Regions from separate parts of the Sus scrofa genome. Here regions 2 and 3 are each linked to region 1. The links are chromatin contacts, called in public Hi-C maps. All regions are on one chromosome and are shown on one strand. Each heading gives the region's core, a stretch centred on a gene start, on an enhancer-like site or on the middle of the called end of the contact. The rest is flanking DNA. Distances are from core to core; before and after follow the strand shown. Region 1 holds the start of TMEM14A (transmembrane protein 14A). Region 2 holds the start of GSTA4 (glutathione S-transferase alpha 4). Region 3 holds the start of LOC110261743.

Evidence for each region. Hi-C and Micro-C count contacts between places; a contact is called where the count stands out from the background.
Region 2: a contact with region 1 is called in a Hi-C map of embryonic fibroblasts, with 2.0 times the contacts expected there. The contact joins the promoter of GSTA4 here to the promoter of TMEM14A in region 1. A contact is called at or near these places in 13 of 47 Hi-C or Micro-C datasets (adipose tissue, alveolar macrophages, embryonic fibroblasts and 7 more) and 2 of 2 datasets of contacts at active chromatin or transcription factors (alveolar macrophages and skeletal muscle).
Region 3: a contact with region 1 is called in a Hi-C map of epiblast stem cells, with 1.6 times the contacts expected there. The contact joins the promoter of LOC110261743 here to the promoter of TMEM14A in region 1. A contact is called at or near these places in 3 of 47 Hi-C or Micro-C datasets (embryonic fibroblasts and epiblast stem cells) and 2 of 2 datasets of contacts at active chromatin or transcription factors (alveolar macrophages and skeletal muscle).

Annotation. Positions count from the first base shown.
Region 1 is chr7:46,508,344-46,512,384 of Sscrofa11.1, reverse strand. It overlaps TMEM14A (transmembrane protein 14A), which reads right to left and starts at 2,661. Exons shown (of 5, transcript XM_005666469.3): 1 at 2,552-2,661; 2 at 355-439. The coding sequence starts at 424.
Region 2 is chr7:46,655,177-46,658,966 of Sscrofa11.1, reverse strand. It overlaps GSTA4 (glutathione S-transferase alpha 4), which reads left to right and starts at 2,476. Exons shown (of 7, transcript NM_001243379.1): 1 at 2,476-2,569; 2 at 3,537-3,641. The coding sequence starts at 3,552. It overlaps ICK (serine/threonine-protein kinase ICK), which reads left to right. Exons shown (of 16, transcript XM_021098828.1): 16 at 1-296.
Region 3 is chr7:46,324,252-46,328,412 of Sscrofa11.1, reverse strand. It overlaps LOC110261743, which reads left to right and starts at 2,573. Exons shown (of 2, transcript XM_021100042.1): 1 at 2,573-2,656; 2 at 2,754-4,161. The coding sequence starts at 2,573. The coding sequence ends at 3,536. It overlaps TRAM2 (translocating chain-associated membrane protein 2), which reads left to right. Exons shown (of 11, transcript XM_021098825.1): 11 at 447-4,161. The coding sequence ends at 520.

The sequences.
Region 1 (4,041 bases), core at 1,412-3,911:
TCTTCTGAAATACACAAGACCATCATAAATCAGTTTTTTGACACCATGTAACAAACATAAAAACAACTAAAAAAAAATCCACCTTTGATAAGAAGTGGGCAGCCTAAGGAGATGAAGTCAATTAATTTTACAACTGATATTGACAGAAGAAGGGAGACTCAGATGCCAGGGCTGGAACATCCACCCAGCTCCAGAGAGAAGCCCCTCTTTCCACAAATCCCTACCATGTGCTGGTTCTCCACTGCCTAAGGACTTCATTAGCTTCTTGTCCTACCTATAGACCCTTAGATGATCCTGACACAAACATCGACCTCCCACTAGGTCCCTTGGATGAAAAATCTGGTTGGGGCTTACCTCTCCGCTTATAGCCCAAAATGCTTCCGAACGTCACCAGGGCTGCATAACCAAAACCAATCAGGTCCATTGGCAAGGTTTAACTCTATATAGCAAGAGGGAAGGGATGCATTTTACACAACAAGAAGACTTTGGGGGAGCATGTGTGTATAAAAATGATACGTGTTCCACAGAATTACAGAAATTAATCTCTCCAGTCTACTAAGAAGAGGGCACCTAGATCTTCACCCATCCCACCACCCAGCGCTACCCCAGTCCTCATCACTCTCAAGCACCATTTGAGGCGGCATCTCCTCTCCTGGTGAAGACCTGCTGTGCCCTCAGCTGTTTACTCCTTTCTACTTCCCCAGAAGGACTTTTGCCCTGGCTGTGACCCCTCCATCTCCACTGTGCACTTCCGTGCCTGGAAGGTCCCCCCTCCCTCACCTCCAATCCCAGCTCCCTTTGCACCTGTGCCCCATCTCAGACGCCCCCCGTCCCCCAACCTCCTTAACCGCTCCAGCCTGCACCGTCCACCTGGTCTGGAACACCTGCTCTTCTTCCCTCGAATTCCTTGACTTCAGCAGCTTCGCCTGATAATTCTTTCATATTTGTACAGATCTTTGTGCCCCCTCCTCCTCACACCAAAGAACAGGAAAGGGATAACATGGACGTTTGCTTATTGACTGAACCAAAGATCCCCTTTCAACATGTGCTTTGCCCTGGCTTTGCTGTGAGACAGCTCTCCCTTGGTGGCAGAGACATCCACGCTTAGTTCATGGTAAACCATTAAAAGACAAACGCAGTCCTGGCACGCACGAGGTTAACTGAGTGACCGTGACAGCCAATGTAACTCGCAGCAGTAGCTGAAACATCCAGGGGTGGGAAGTTCTCAGAAGTTCCACTGAAATCTTCCCAGGATTCTCTAAGACCTAGGAGAAGCTGTGCTGACCACAGGTGACTACTAGCGGCTACTAGTCCCAGAAGTAATTTAGGGACCTAATTTTCTCCTTAATCCAATCATCTGGTGTTAAAGGCCAGTTCTTCACCCTCCTCTGAGCTTCGCAGTTCTTCCTCTGATCCTCTTTTGAGGCCCCATCCCTCTACTTAGTGTAGAGTTACTTCTGTTGAACTCATCTCTGCCCTGGGCCAGTCAAACTTCTTGAGGACTAAGCTCAGGTTCAACTCATCTTCCTCTCCCACAGCGCCAAGCCCAATGCGTGCACAAGGCAAATGCTGAATAAATGAGTGAATGAGCTAGGGAACCAAAGCAATAACTTTGGCCTGAAGACATTCTGTAACTGAGCCACCCTCCGTGTAGCTCCACTGCCAGGAAAAAAAGCCCTTTATCTCCTCAATGAACTGAGTGTTGCTCTACAAAGACAAAATAATCTATTCTCAATCCTTGTAAGAAGTTTCCGTGCTCACAGCGAAAATTCACATAAAAAGCAATCCGCCCTGGCGCTCCTTTTCCGTAGCAGGACCGTATAACCTGCTTAGGACCACACAGTAAAACCAGAGGCTTGCGTTAGCCTGGGAGGGATAGGGGTGGGGACAATATGCCCAACGCATCACGTGCTCTCAGTGTCATCGGTTGCCCAGCACTCGGAAGAGCCAGAAAGCATCCTGGGTGCAATGCGGCAAAATAATTTACTGCACAACGTACAAAACCAGGTGACACGGCCCTGCCTTGCCCCTAGCCCTGCAAAATTTGACGAACCCACTAAGAGATTTCCCGCAAGTCATTATATAAAAAGCATTTTCACATGCTGAGGATCAATAATTACCTACCTTTTAACTCCTTGGGGCTCGAAAGACATTTTCGAGTGCAGTCTGGTTGGTGCAGGAAAGGTTTTAAAACCTCGCCAAGCATTTCTGTGATGGTCCAAGATCTCCACCCCCTTCCCCACCTCTCCGTAGCTCCAGGAACTCCAGGGAGGACAAGTGTCCAGGGAGGACAAATGGGAGATTCAGGGCCGTGGAAGGAAGAAATTCGGAGAATTCCCAGGCAGAAGAGAAGCGATACCCGGGAGAGCTGACCCCACCCCCTGCAAAATCCTCCCAAGGTTCTTCGCATTGTTATCTATTTCTGCGCCTTTGCATTAAATTACGGGCAGGAAGGTATAAGTTGCGAGACGTACAGCTCACCTGCAGCCCCAAGCTCTCCCCGCGGCTGAAAAGAGAAAAGTCGGGAGCCAGCTGCGGGAAAACTTCGTACCTGCAGTCAGGAAGCTGACCTCAAAAGCCTGCGCCTTCCGACTCTGGGCACTACTCTCCGGCACTGGGCGGGGCCGCTGATTCCGGGCGGCCCCGCCCCCCCTGTGCGCATGCGCCTCCCCCCCCACCATTCCGCAGCTCGGGTTTGTGTAGGATGGTTCTCCTTGTACCATCTGCAGCCCTCTCTGGCAATAGCATCCTAGGCCGCGGCCACCCTCGGTCACTCGCTCCTGCGGCCTGGCTTTCCGCCCTGGTGCCAGGATCTGCTGCTTTCTGTCGGACGGGGCGGGACTGACAAGCACTCGCAAGGAGTGGGTCTGGGTGTACCAAGAATTCCAGAAGGCGAAAGATTTTTAACCATGAAGAAGTTCCTTCATCATTCAAGGGGCATTTGTGGGATTTCTCCAGCAGCCTAGGCCTTTTATATACTCTCCTGTAGATTGTCCTCATTTTCAACGGTGGGAGCTAAGGTTCAGAAAGGTGAAAGGATTTCGTTGTCCTCAGGCTCAGCTCCTAAGAGAGGTGCGAGTGTTAGAACCCAGGCTGTCCAGTTTCGAAACCCGAGCAACCTTCCTTACACCGCCCATTTACGAGGTCATCTAGATGCGGAGGGGAAACCAGGAAACCGGTCTTATACTTCAAACCCAGGATTTGCTGGGCCTAAATACCAGAAGGGAAAGGTACACCATGCCAGAAGTGTAAGGCACTTGAAATCATGTCTAGTTTCAGGATAATCTATCCCCAGGAATGAGCTTTAGATTGATCTGGCATCGTGCCTTCTAAATACAACTTCTCATTTCACTCCAGTTTTGCCTTCTAGGCCACAATCCAGTAACTCCAACCCTCTCCCTTACATAACAGGCTGTCATCTAGGAGTCATCAAGTTGCTCTAGGGGTGCTTCGGGCTAGGAATAATAGAATTTCTTTTAAAAGGAAACCTAAGAATATACAGTAAATCTTGTGAACTTTGCTGAATCTACTCCTTCTGCTTAAAAATGCTTCAGGGAAGGAACGTGACTGTATCTAACTTAGGAGAAGCATAAGGTAGGCCTAGGAAGTTAACCAGGTTCCAGGAAAGTCAAGGAAGAGTTGATGGCAGGTGCTGGAATGTGGATGAAGGAAGTGATACCCTGGAGTTTGGCTGAGTGCTCCCAGCTCTCCTTCTCAGCCCCTCTAGGCTTTTGCAAAAGGGAGGATAAGGTTGAAAGCCTGACCCACTGACAGACTTTACTAGAATACTTAGCATTTTACTGACTAGCAACAGCAATTTTTAGATTTGTAGGAATGTGCTTCCATTTCTCCAAAAATTTCCACCCACTTCTTAGCCACAGGCTTGTTTTGATAGTCCAGCTGTTGTCAATCAGGTCCTGTGTATCTATAGATTCATCCTGAAGGCTGTCCTTGTCTACAGCATGCATCATTTGTAAACACTCTGAAGCACGCTGGATGCTGTCATATATTAGACATTTTCTCAGAGCAAACGGTTTTAAG
Region 2 (3,790 bases), core at 1,227-3,726, 150 kb before region 1:
AATCTGTATTATCGGTTTCTTCTGGACACTGTGCTAATGTGAATTTAAAATGATCTGAACAGTCTTCTGATCTCGGATATTGCAGTACTGATGACAATTTAGTTCTGATTTGATCACAAAGGAGTAGCTAATATTTTATTTATAAAGCAAATATTCATAATGATGAGAAAATAGGACAGAAAATCACTTAAGTCCCTTCTGACTTAAAATGTTCCTTTGAAAAGTTTGCCCTAAGGTGTTTAAAAATATTGCATAAGGAAGATTCTGCTCCAAATAAAGTTACAGTTTAAGAAAAATTGATGTGTGATCTGTTTTTGTTTTTACGTTCTATCAAATGATAACATTGCTATGTCCTAATTTGGAATTTGGATGATTTAAAACTTCTTAACGCTCAATATAGTGTTACTGCCGGGAAATTGGAAGCATATACGTAGACAAGCAGTAGGAAGGGTTATCTTGCAATGCAGAGGCCTTTTAAAATTAGCTTTAAGCAAAATAGATAATAAAAAAAATTAATATAAAAAATGTTTTTAAAAAAGCAGATGAAAACAATCTTTTTGATTTCATTATGATTAATATCTCACTTGTATTTTTCTAGCTTTCATAGTAAACGCATGTACAAAACAATGCTTCAAAAGAAGCTCATAACTTCATGAATTCTATTCAAGATTCCACAGGAAACTGATTTCCCAAACATTCTTAGACTCCTTGAAAGAATTTTGAGGAACATGATTTACAGATGAATCTTTGTTAGTGAATCTGTAGATTTGCCCTTCCTGGTTAGAACACCTTCACTGCCCCCACCCCCGACTATATAATTATTCCCTTTGCCCTAAGATTTTGGCATATGTTCCCCCACTACCATCTGATCAGATGCCCCACAGAGTCAAGCTCTCAGCCACCAAAACCTGCTGTTCGAATAGGGTCCAATACATTCAATCCTAGCTGTGGCTGTTGCTTCCATCTTCCCGGAGTATTTACTTATAAAAGCACCTCTTAAACTGTGATCTAAAGGTCTTGATTTTTGTCCAGGCGATTCGATTTACTACTGAGTGGGTGGGGAAGGGTCAAAGGCCGAGACAAGTGCCCGGGGCCTCTGAACATATATATCAGGTAGATAGAAAGACGTCTTGAGTGGGACTGTCCCAGGTTGAGAGCAACTGAGAGTCTCCAAGAATAGAATGATTTCAAGGCTTCCAAGGAACACGATGACATTAGGATACCTGCCATAGAATGGCAGAATTATTATAACAGGACTTTTTATATCTCCACAAGCCTGTGTAAAGACAGAGTCTTATGACACTCCTTTAGGTTTTCTTTCAGGTAAACAAGATTGCTAGGATGTGATCCCTAATTTATTAGTCTGGACGTGTGAAGTGAGCGATTCTGTACGTTAGGGGAAAAATAGTAAAATAGCAATATGATATGGCTCAAGCAACTAGAAATAAGGAAATGGAGATAAATGGCTTATCAGCAAAGGTGAATAATAATGTTTGTTCTACTTAGTTCAATGAGAGTGGAAAAAATTAGTAAGGAATGATCACCTTGAGCAGGTTTAGATATGGCTCCCTCTCCATGTTAAACTGTGTTAGATCAGAATGAGGAAGACGAAATTGAATATATATATTATTTGTATTCGAAAGTGACTTTTCTGGCTCGCATGCAAAATGAAGAAACATCTCTATTCACCGTGTCAAGGAATAAAGGAGGGGAAGGAGAAAGCAATACACAAAATGAGAGAAATTAAGTTCTACGTTTAATACGTGTACTTAATGCCTTTTGAAAATTTAGTCAAGATACCTGCTCTTGCAGTGTGTAAGAAAAAGAAAAGAATAATGTCAAAAGAATAAGTAAAAGAAAGGAATAATGTCAAAAGAAAGGCAGACTGCCACATGCAGCGCCTCATTTGGATGTGTCTGGAGTCTTGGAAGCTTGACTACCCTACGTTCTCCTACAAATGGACCTTGAGAGCTTGTTTGGAGGTTCTAGCAGGGGAGCGCAGCTACTCGTATACCCTTGACCGAAGAACGGTCCTCCTCTATCGGGGATGGTCGTCCTCTTCGACCGAGCGCGCAGCTTCGGGAGGGACGCACATGGAGCGGTGAGGGAGGAAGGGGACACCCGCCTAGCCAGCCAGATCAGCCGAATCAACCCTGGCGATCAATGGGGTGACAGATGTCGCAGCCAGATCGCCCTCACATCCGAGGCCTGAGGAAGGCCGCGCGGTATATAAACCTGAGGAAATTTGTGTCTTTCTGCATAGGCCGAGTTATTTATTGCACTAAATCGCTAACATGCCTTTCAAACTAAATCTAACTAACACTTAAAAGGTCAATTAATCCCTCAGATCGCTAAAATTTGGGTTTAAATGACGTGAATTGGGGTTACTTTTGTATTATCCAGCATGCCTTGCAGAATGGGTGGAGCATGCTAAATACTGCCGTCTCTATTGGCGAAATCCTCCGGAGCCTCGCCCACCTCGAGCATCTCCGGCAGCCCGCGGGTTCCCCAGCTGCAGACAGCTAGCGGGGGCGTTTTGTTCGGTTCCGGGCGCTCGGAGTGGACCCAGGTCTGTCTTTCTCTTGCTGCCCCCACCTGCCCTTTCCCCTCTTAACTGTTTTTCTCCTGGCTCTGAGCCTCTGACTCTCCCTCCATACCCTAAGTACCCTGCGCCCATCCTTCTCTCGTCTTTCTCTCCTAGGTCCTTTGCGCCCCCGCACCATCCGGGTCGGTGGGGCCCCCGGGCCGGGGTGGGGGTCTTGCTCGGCTCGATGTGGAATGATTTTTAACACTCTCTGTGGAGTTCGCAGCCCTGTAAGGGGAGGCAGGCTCGGATGGTCCCCGAGCCAGGCCACGCGGGCTGAGCAGCCACGCGAAGTGCTGGGGCCTGGCTCCGCGGCCCAGCGGTGGTTTGGTCGCAGCGGGGGCTGGGGGCTCGTGTCCTCGCCGGGAGCAGGCGGGGCTTGCGCGACCTAGGGCCGCTTTGCCCGCAGACGCAGGCCGTGCAAACAATAGTAATCTTTGGTCCATCCACCTCCCTGTTGCTGTGAGGCTCAAATCTGAATGCGTGTGGACGCGAATTCTTGCAGCTGTTCCATGGGTATGTTTCTTCTCCGCGGCCTGGGGTCTGGCCTGTCCGGGCCGAATTTGTGAAATCTCAGATTTTCAAGGTCAAAGTATATGATGTTCCTAATCTGCGAAGTCCCGTGTTGCTAGTACAGATGTCTTTCCAGCAACTGGCCTCAGCTTCCCACGATCCAGAGTGTGAAATCATAAATAGAAATGATATGAAAGCCAAGTGTGTGGGCTTATTTAAGGTTTTAAAATGGTGGTATGTTATTGTTGAGTGAGGGAAAACGCAGTGGTGGTGGGGGGGGGGGATATAAATAAAACCCCTTCCCTTCCAAACCACAGAAATCCAAAAAAACAATTTCTTGTGCCCAAATCTTGAATATTCATTTAGCGTCTGAGGACTGGGATGAGGACACGAAATTGAGGCAGTTCTTTTGCGAGGAGCTGCTGGGTTTGTTTTTCAGAAAAGCTGAAAAGCCATGATGGCTACGAAGCCCAAGCTCCACTATCCCAATGGACGAGGCCGGATGGAATCCGTGAGATGGGTTTTAGCTGCCGCAGGAGTCGAGGTACCTTCCCTACCAATTGCTGTTTCTGCACAAATTTGTCCTACAACGTTGGGACTTTCGAGGGAAATGTCAATGGGGAGCCCTGTCTTCTCCCTCTAATACTACAGACATGGTTCAACGAATCGGAAGAGCCCTTCCATAAAAGGATT
Region 3 (4,161 bases), core at 1,324-3,823, 180 kb after region 1:
GCCAGATGTGCCTCTGACTTTGAGCAGGCACATGGGGGCACTTCTGACAGCAGTAAAAGCAGTTTTTCTGCCAGAGGAACGTTGGGCAAGGAGTGAGGCCTTGTCCCTACAGCCTTTCTACCTTCCGCTTGCTGGCACTCTGCTGGTGCCTGGGAGAAGTTGAGGGCCCAGCAGCCTCTGAGAGACTTCAGGGAGGGTCTGGCCCTGGCCCCGGGCCTGGGCAGGCGGGCCTCTGCCTGTTCCTGGGTTACTGTGTGTCACCCCTGCTCCACCCACTAAAGACAGTCAGAGACCAACCACCTCACACGGAGCAACACCCTGAGGGAAGCACGAGCCCCTGGGAGCTGTCTGCTAGTGTCCAGGTGGCTACAGCCTCGGGGCTGCCAGGCCACCCCGCCCCCGCTGCAGTCCCACACAAACACTGGGCCTTCTCCCTTCAATCCCAGGTTACCATGAAAACGGAGTGGTGAAAGCAGAGAACGGAACCTCCCCACGGACTAAGAAACTCAAGTCTCCTTAAGGGCAAAGCGCTGAGAACAGGAACCCTCCCATGGGGGCCCAGCAGGAGGTGGGGAGCCCAGGCCTCCATCAGCGCCCCCTTTCCTGCTCGATGCTCCGTCTCAAACAGCAGAAACCTGTCTCCACACAGGGCCTTTTCCTCTTTCTTACGTCCTGGCTTTCTCTTCTTCCTCCATGAACCATTCTCAATAAAACCAAAAATCTTCCTCTTTCCATCCCTTAAGCCACCTCATGTCCTCACCTCTGTCCTCTGCTGGGTTTTCTAGACTCTCCTGGTTGCTTTTCTGCTGGCCTGATCTTTTTCCTCCCATGGCTGTTTCTTTCTCGTTTTACTTGTTAACTTTATCCTATTGTGCAATTTTTCTGTGTCTGATTTTTACAATGAGAGGGAGCGAAGCTTGCAGTGTGCTGGCCTTCCAGTACCCAGTCCCTGGGACCCGGCTGAGTTGACCTTCATGCCAAGGAGCCCCGGCGTGGCCGGCAGCAGCCGCTCGGTGATCCCTGCGTGGACGGGCGGCAGGAGGAGAGACTGGCCTCGGATCATCATCTCTTGGGTGCTGATGAACTGGCGAGATGGATGACTCCAGTTCTGCACGCGCATCCTGAGGCCCCTCGGGGGCCCTGCTGGTTGTAAGCGCCAAGGCTTTGGCTTTTGGTCCAGAAGGATGGTGTTAGCTGCCTTGGGCCCCACGGCTCAGAAGAGCATCCCAGTGGCCGGTCCTGGATTGGAAACCAACTTGCTCTCTCTCAGTCAGGGACGAGCTGGAGGAGGACATCTTCCCACTTTGCAGCAAGAGCAAAGTGACAGGAGCGGCGGGCTCGTCCTGAAAGGTAACACGGCGGAAGCGATGGAGGCGTCGACCCAGGCCTTTGTCGGGCAGGTCCTGCTGCCTCGCCCTTCCCACCATTCACCAGCATTCAAAACCAAACCAAACAGCAGTTACAGAACCAGCTGGGCACATGCTGCTCCTAAACCCCAGGCCGGCCAGCCCTGTCGGGGGTCGGCCCTGCACCTGCCTCCACCGTCGGGCTGCAGGAACACTAAGCTCCTGCTGGCCCTTGGGGCGGGTCACCTGGGCCCTGTTCCCTCTGGCCTCAGTGTTGAGTGTCCTTTGGAATTGTCATCGTCGTCTACTGCTGTTTGCTGAGCACACTCAACAGCGTTTTAGACAGTTTGCAAGCAGGCTCAGTCAGAATTGCTCTGCTTGTCAGATGGGCAGATACAACCATGTCGCTGTGCATCTTTTTGCCCTCTCCCCGCACGCGTTCTTTCCCCCCCCCCCCAACAACGACAAGGCCTCATGGTGCCTTGAGGACGCCTGCAGGGAGGGAGGCTGTTGGTAAGGAGGCTTGCAAACTGTGCTGGCTGGATCCCATGGGCACGGGGGCAGTAGGAGTGTCTGCCGCGCTGGTCCTCTTCCTGACATCACATTAGTAACCACAGCTGGGATGAGTACCTAGAAGGCGGGAACTGGGTCTTTTCGTCAAGGCAGCTCCCTTCTCGTCACTTGCCCAGAAGTTTTAATCGGCCAGCGCCTGGGGGTTGTTTCCCGACACCACAGCAGACCCTCGTCTAGCTCTTTGGGGTATAGGGCCACGGGCGTGGGAAGAGCTTCTCGTTACTCTTAGGAGAGTAAGAGCAGATTCCCCCCAGGCTTCTCTCTCCCTCCCTGACCCTCATCTGGGCCACAAAGCAGAACCCTGGTGAATGGGCAGCTTGTACCAACCCAGCAGACCCAATCTGCGATCTGTCCGCCAGTCAGTCGGTTCCCCCCTCCCCGCTCATGGCTGAAGCGAACCTCTGGTCCTAGGGTGCCCCAGAGACATGGTGCAGCCTCGCACCCAGCCCAGTCCTTTTGGGGCTGTGGCCTTGGCCCTGCTCCTGTTCCCTGCAAGAGGCTGCCCCCACTCTCCACCCCAGTGGGGAGCCCTGTCTTCAGTGCCTACCTGGCCTCCTCGCTGTGGGCTGGGGAGGTGGGCCACAGCCAAGGTCCTGCCATCAAGCAGTGTCCCTTCTCACATTCACTGGAAGGTGACTGCTGCCAGCGAACCCATGCTGGCTCCCGGTATAGTGTGCCTTCCTGCAGTACTACCAGCCCGGGGCCAGGCCAACGCCCTGTGCTTCCTAAGAGCCAGGGTTGGTTCCCTGATGAGTGTTGGGAAAACCTTCCCTGCTGTGTGAATCCCCTGAGACCTAGAGTGGTTCTGGAGGGAGTTGAGGGGAGGGTAACTAGGTGCCCCATCCGCCCAGGCAGGCCTGGCACGTTCATTTCAGAGCAGAGCCAAGCCTTTGGCAGGTTGGCTTGAAGTGTGTTGCCGGGGGCCAAAATAATTCCACTTCATCCCCAGAGCTTGATGGGCTGGCTTGTCCTGATTGGGCCAGTCTGGCTGTTTTTTTCTGCCCTAAACCCTCTGTGAAGGCCTTGCCAGACGCCCGCGGGTTTGCGAGGCTTCTCAGCACCATCCCCGGGAGGAGAGCAGATGCTAATCTACCTCAGCAGCCCGGGCCTCCTGGTGTCACCGTTAGGGGCATCGCTGGCTGGTGGGCGGGGGTGCCAGGCACGTGGGAGAGTGAAGCTGTGGGGGGTTGGGTGACCTCGGCTGCCAGTGCCCCTCCTTGGAGGGACGTTACTTCACCTCCAGGCTCTGATGGCTCCGCTGTTCACAAGTTCCGTGTGTCCCTGCTCCGGGCCCGGCCAGCGGCCAGCTGCTCCCTCCTGTTCTCGTCAGTTCAAGCCCTGCCACGTCTGTGCCACCAGACCCGCGCTGTTGCCGAAGACCTTTTCCTTTTCTGTCCTGAGGCAGAGCCACCCACATGGCAGAAGCCGGAACAGACACCTGTGCTCTGGCCGCTCCCGCAGATGCTCCTCCCCTCGAGCTGGGTGGCCCTGGACGCGGGCAGCCGGGTTTGTGGTGGGACCTCCCTCCTCGGTGCTGCCGAGTTAGAGGTGGGGGCAGAAAGTGCGCGCCCAGCCCAGCTTCACAACAGAAAAGCCTGTGCCCTGGGTGCCTTTTAAAATTCACAGTGGTTCACTGCCCGCCCACCCCTTTGGGTCCCTTCCTGGGCTTCGGCCTCCCCTGAGGGCTGAGGAGGACAGAGAGTTGGACATAATCCCCCTTGAAGAACCTGGGTTCCTGATCGTCAGAGCCTCTGTCTCCAGTGGAGGGTGTGCTGCAGGCTCCCGAGTCAGGACCCTGAGTGGGCCGCCTCCCTCTGCTGCCCTCCCAGCTCACGGCCCTGCTCCTCCCCGACCGGAGGAGAATCAGGTTGTTGACAGATGACCTGGAACCTGAATCGCGTCTCTCCCTGCACAGAAGTAGCCGCTGACTTGTCCTCTTCTAGCCTAGTTCTTGTGTGAATAGTGACTCCTCCAAAGGCTGAGGATGACCTGGTGCCCCAGCCGCCTCCCCACCCCACCCAAGCTCTCTCTAGGGTGGTCACACTCTGCGTGGCCTCCTTCAGCTCCGAGCTGATCTGGAGCCTTTTTGTGTCTGAAGTGCCTTCCTTGCCCTAGTCTCATGGCCGCCACGTGCACTGTGTGGCCGGCCCCCGGCAGTTACACATGAGAGGGACACAGACTGTGAGTTTCCCTCGTTTCCACTCAGCCTCACACCATCCTACCCGCCCCTCACTGTGTCAGG